Regions from separate parts of the Zea mays genome. Here region 2 is linked to region 1. Evidence: chromatin contacts called from public Hi-C data. All regions are on one chromosome and are shown on one strand. The core of a region is the stretch at or near the end of the contact, and the rest is flanking DNA. Distances in the headings are between cores, read along the strand shown.

What was found. Hi-C and Micro-C count contacts between places; a contact is called where the count stands out from the background.
Region 2: a contact with region 1 is called in a Hi-C map of endosperm, with 2.2 times the contacts expected there. The contact joins the enhancer-like site here to the promoter of LOC100284741 in region 1. A contact is called at or near these places in 2 of 25 Hi-C or Micro-C datasets (endosperm and tassel).

What each region holds. Positions count from the first base shown.
Region 1 is chr4:21,271,654-21,274,745 of Zm-B73-REFERENCE-NAM-5.0, forward strand. LOC100284741 (O-fucosyltransferase -like) reads left to right here and starts at 1,314. Exons shown (of 9, transcript NR_182110.1): 1 at 1,314-1,466; 2 at 1,564-1,705; 3 at 2,621-2,702; 4 at 2,795-2,871; 5 at 2,985-3,073.
Region 2 is chr4:21,907,382-21,910,261 of Zm-B73-REFERENCE-NAM-5.0, forward strand. LOC100273243 (Zinc finger CCCH domain-containing protein 33) reads left to right here. Exons shown (of 7, transcript NM_001147685.1): 7 at 1,327-1,993. The coding sequence ends at 1,599. Among protein-coding and RNA genes, the nearest start is that of LOC100273243, 20 kb to the left of the region's middle. Within about 2 kb of position 1,505, at least 9 of the 20 cell types and tissues checked have an H3K27ac peak or open chromatin away from gene starts, as enhancers often do. A contact at or near this core is called in endosperm, where this site is marked.

The DNA of each region.
Region 1 (3,092 bases), core at 64-2,563:
TAACAAACATAATAGATGAAGTCTTACTAAAACAACATTACATAAAGTCAAGGGTTCTTGCTTACAAAGCCTTACATAAAGTGTGACCTAATCACACCTAAATTAACAACAAGTCTGACTTAGACAAATCTTACATTAGTTATTACTAAATAACAACAACTAACATCAACTCTCACTTTGAAATGCTTCACATGGTACGATCCCACCATTCTTCGAAATCCCAACCCATATCCTCAGAATGATGTGGCATGCTAGGAACTTCAAGGTTCTCCCAAAAATCTTGAGCCTAAAAAATCATTTCCCACAAACTCTTCGACTCAAAATCATAATTGTTTTCGTTGTATCCTTCTTCGGCGCAGTCATCTAAAGTGTAACCATCTTCAATGTAACCTTCTTTGGTGCGAGGATCTATTGACTCAAAGACCACCGAAGAAGTGATTGTGCCTAAATCTCGTTGGCAAACTAAAGTAGCTTTCTCAAGCATTTTACATATATGGTCAAGATGATTCACAACATTTTTTTGCCTTCAGACCTTGCACTTTATCAGGCATGGAGCACAACCTTGACACGTCGTGTAAGAGAGAAGTTTGACGCCTCATCTCTTGTATGACATAGCACAGAGAGTTCTTAATGTTCACATGAGTAAGGTAATCAACGCTATGCTGCAACAAAATGCAATGTCACTATGTTAGTTACTGATCTACAATAAATGACAACATATTGCACACTCAATCCTCCCACAACAGCTACAAAAGAGATATGTTTGCTACATGATGTTCAAGCAGTCCTAAGCCTAGTGGATTGGAGAATATTATTATAGAATACTTGACATGGCGATGCATCGAGTTCTTCGACGCCAACAACATGTACCTGGAAGACCTGAGCAACAAGGACACGCGACTACCTCACCACCAGCGTGGGCATGCTCGGGCGCGGGATCCGACATGGAGACGACGACTAGGGTTCACCAGCAATGGGAAAAGAGGGAAGAGAAACTAGGCCACGAGAAGAGAAAGGATTGACGCCGCAACACTCTACGTCAAGTGAATAACAACTGAAAAGGTTTAAGAAAGGAAAGATAATGACGCAACTGATGGTATATTTCTATTATGGCAAAAAGAAGATATGTTTCCTTTCTATTTTAACAATTGACACCTTTTATCTTATTTTTGTGAAACCCAACGTGTGGATTTCCATAATATTCAATCTGTTCTTTTTTATCTATTGTTATTTAGTTTAAAAATATTCATCCCGTTCTTTTTTATCTATCGTTATTTAGTTTAAAAATGAAGACGACAAATATTCGATAAAAAAAAGGAAATCTGCGCGCCGCGCGATCCCGGGGCCACGCCCACGCGCAACTCCATTACTCCGCTCGCAGCCAGATCTGAGTCCTCACTCTGTCTCTTCCTCAGTCCCGGCATCAGCGCTCAAACCCTAACACGCCACGCGATCCCGATGCGCAGGTGAGCTGCTCGCTCGCTCCCACCGGCTATTCCTCCAATTTTTTCTCGACTTCTCTTCAGATCATTTGATTTGGTATGGTCTGGTCGGACCGCGCAGGGGTCTGGGCAGCGAGGCATCGTTGCGCCGGCGGCGCGGGCCGGCGCGGCTTTGGGTGGCAGTGGCGGCGCTGGTGGTCGGCACCGTGTGCCTCTTCTCCTCCTCTTCGGTCGGCCTGTTGGGCGCCTCTTACAGGGTCCAGGTGCGCTCGCCTCGCCCGCGCCTGCTTTCTGGTTTGTACCTCTCCGTTTCCCGTCTGCTGTATGCACTGCCTGGCGTGGGAGTGAAGGCAGGGAAGGCGTTGATGTGGTTGTCCCGTTCCTGTTTGCTCGTAAGCAATTTGGGAGCTCTTTACACTGGTTAAGTTAGATGCATGCTACATTGTGTTTGGAAGCTGCTTGGAGCCTCATTAATGAATGCAGATTAGCACATTGGACACAACAAATCTGCATCCCTAGTGAAGATCAAATCAGATGGAAGTTGCATTAATTTGTAGACAGCGTATTGTTAATAATTTTGTCTAAGTCTTGTTTTTAAATATATCAAACAATGTATTTGCTGCAGTAAACTAGAACAAGTTGGCGGTTTCAGTGCAAATTGTGCATTTCTCTAGGCGCTGCACAAAACATGGGCAATATTGTGTAAACCTTGATCGATATTCGGATGAGGACATTTCAGCTGGTTGTTTTCATAGATTAAATTTCTTATAAAATAATGAGGCATGGGACCTAAAACTGCAATGCATTTAGTACTTAATGTGATTTGGCATGATGAAGTTGTGCAGAAAGCACATGCATTTTAGTTGGTAAGGGTGGATCGCCTTCTCTGTGGAAATGGTTAGTTATACTTCGGCCAGAACATGATGGCAAAAGACTCCCTAAGTAGTGTCACATTAAAAATATTATACTCAACAGATCGGGAATAATGTAATAGATAAATGGCCTATTTTCATACACTGAGATTTTTGGCACTTCAGTTCCTTTTCAATTAAAATTCATCTGACGTAAGCTTTGTTGAATGTGTGGAATTGGACTGTAGTACCGAAATTAAATGTATATTCACTACTTGGATTTTCTATCAGTTATTTTTTGTACTGACATCACTGCTACTACTCAAGGATGTTGATGTAAATAAGTTGTGGAGAACTGCAGATTCAAATGGTTGGAGAGCATCTTCTGCACCACGCACCTACTGGCCTCGTAAGTTTGTCACTGTATCCTACCGGCAGTTACTGTCCAGTTGCATACCATCTGTAAATGGATATACTGACATGGTATCTCTCTGCTTGCAGCCCCACCAACTGAATCTGAGAGCAATGGCTACTTGCGCGTCCGGTGCAATGGTGGCTTGAACCAACAACGTAGTGCAGTATGATTAAGACAAGAAACTTATCTCTAAGGCGGCATGATTCATCGTGCAATTTTTATATTCATGGTAACATTGCTAAGGCATTTGAGATCACTGCTGTTTTGATTCTGTAGATATGTAATGCTGTTGTTGCTGCACGGATCATGAATGCTACACTGGTGCTGCCAGAATTAGACACAAATTCATTCTGGCATGATGAAAGGTATATATTTTTCTAAAAT
Region 2 (2,880 bases), core at 255-2,754, 640 kb after region 1:
GTTCCCAACACATACAGGTTTTTGAACTCAAACAGAGCATGAAAGATAAAAACTTGCATCTCTCAAGTGTGGCCACCACCATCAGGTATTATCTCTCAAGTCTGTACACCTAATTTTACTAGGTAAATATTACTCATGGGTAATCAGGTTTGTATTGTGCTTCCCCATACCCACCATACCCAATGGGAAAAGAATTTCCCCCAAATATGTACCCACGGGGATTAAAATCTCCCCATACCCTAACTCTAAAAAAACTCGGGGGTAAGACCGCTCCACTGAATTATATTAAGAAGAAGACCTTGTCACGTAGGTCGAGAAAACCTCAGAAGTCAGAACCCCTGCCCCACCCATACACCACGACATCATAGCCCATGTGAGAACAACCGGGACCAGGCTTTAGACCTGTTCTTTGGCGTGAGACAGACGAGGGAATTTTTTAACCACAACCTAAAATTCGCTCCCACGGAGAGTCGAATCCAAGATCTGAGGAGTGCTATTTAGACCACCTAACCAACTTGGCTAGAGGCCCTTTCGCACCATACCCTAACTCTAATAGAGAAATTTCCCATGGTTAACGGATAATGAGTCCCAAATGACACCTTTAAGCTAGATAGGTTGGATGTGGAGAGCAAACACTGTCGGCTGCTGAGGTGTTGCCTCTTTGTGACGTCAGCCCATTTGCAGCACGTGAGACAGGCAGTGGTAGACCGCATACAAGGGATGAGTATAAACTCCGATGGCATACAAGAGATTTTTCCAAACAGAAATGGATAGTGGGTGGATTAGATTAGATGAGTCTAACCCTAACTCTCATCCTTGGCTGTGATACCATGTTACTAACCTTAAAAGAGTGGAAGAACCATGCTGCCACAGTGTGTGTGTATATATATATATATATATATATAGCGCCTAATGGGCCTGTAGTAGATGTATACTTGTCAACTCTTTGGTGTAAAATTCAATTGATTATGATGTGTTTGCAGAAATTGTAACCCAGGGGGTGTCATTTCTCAATAGTTTATCTTCTCTGGTTCTCTTCTGTATCTTAATTTTTTAAAGGAACTAGTGAGTGCTAAACATAATTCTTGCTTGGGCTATACAGCTGTTTCAAGAGCCAATCCTTTATAATATATACTGTCACTTATCCCTTTTCATTTTCTTTATCGTTGATAATGTATTTATTCCCTATGGTTACCCACAGAAAATGAACCTTAAAACTAATGCCAAGGTTGATGCCATGCAATACTTGACACTGGTGGTATAATGCAAACATGCTACACACATACGTGTTGCTTAACCATCTGTTTATTTTATTTCCGCTCACAGGGAGAGCCAATATGCAGTTTCTACAATCGCTACGGCATGTGCAAGTTCGGTCCAAATTGCAAATTCGATCACCCAATGGGAAATGCCATGTACGGCCAGGCTCCATCGCCAGCTAGCGAGGCCCCAGCTCCTCGGCGCATGCTGGCACATGTACCGCCGTCGCACCCAGAAGCATCGCCTGATGGTGGTTCCGGAAGGTCTAGGAGGATTGCCCACTCTGATTCCCAGCAAATACCCTCTGGTGAAAGGAGCGCTGAGAGAGAGGCGTCCTAGGCCATCCTCGGTGTCTTCGTTCCCCATTCTTGACTGGAGTAACCATCTGCAACCAACAACATTCGAGGATCCGAAGCTGTACAGGTCTTTTGCCCCACCTCTGAGCTTTACATACCGGAGCTTGCTTCAACGTGTATTGCATTCAGGCAGGAAAAAGTTCTTGCCTGTTCGGGATGCTCATTTGCTCCCCCACTGAAACGGGAACAAACCTACCTTATTTAAAACATATGTATGGATGGAACCTACTCACCTCTGGACATTCAAACCCATTCGAGTCATGTGCACTGGTCCCGGTGCTGTAGTTATAGAGCTGTCTTTGCATGGACAAAGCTGTTGCGAAACTGACTGGGGATGCGCAAGCATAACCTCTTTTGTTAATTATTGTCTCGTTTTTTTTTTCTCGGCATTTATCTCTTTTTCATAAGGGCAGCCCCGCACTCTGAAAGTGTGCGTTTTGAAGATTGGGAAAATAATAGGTTGCCATCGTATGCTCTGTATTACCCACCATGCTTTAAACTCAGTTATTTGAGAGTCGTTTTTATCTTGGTGGTCCTGACAGGGACTGTTTATTTTAGCTTATAGATTATATAATCTGGATTATAATCTAAATTATATAATTCAGATTATAATTTAGATAGATTATAATTTATATGTAGTTGTTTGATAGTCTAGATTATACAAATATAGATCATTCACAAAGATAACAATACACTTTTTGTTTATTTAGGTAAGGAGAGAAGGATGACATATATTGTAATTTATATTTACATAACCAAATAACCATGAATAGTGAGTCTTTTGCCAAAAATAATCTCAAATAAGCTACTCTTGAGGAGATTATAAGATTATTATAATCTGGGCTTTAGATTATATAATCTGAACCCATAATCTAGGTGTTTGTTTACTTGTTGGATTATTTGCGCTGGATTATATAATATGAAGAGATTATAATCCGAAACAAACATGACCTTATGTTTCTACATCGTGTACAAAGTGCCCACCTTGGTGCTTATCTACGTTTAAAATGCAAGATGACATGATGCTAATGATAGTGATGGTACAAAGTGCCAATAATGTTGAGCGAAGTTTACACCCATTTCTACCAAGAGACAAGTCTCTGTGAGCCATTATATCCAACTTCCTTATTATTAAGCTGTCTCCACCCATTCTCTCTATAATCTCTCTCTATACACTGTAATTCGGTTATTTATCTTTTTATATTTTTTTAAAAAAATTGTACCATATTTGTACTACCATACTACACATTATACTTAAACAAGA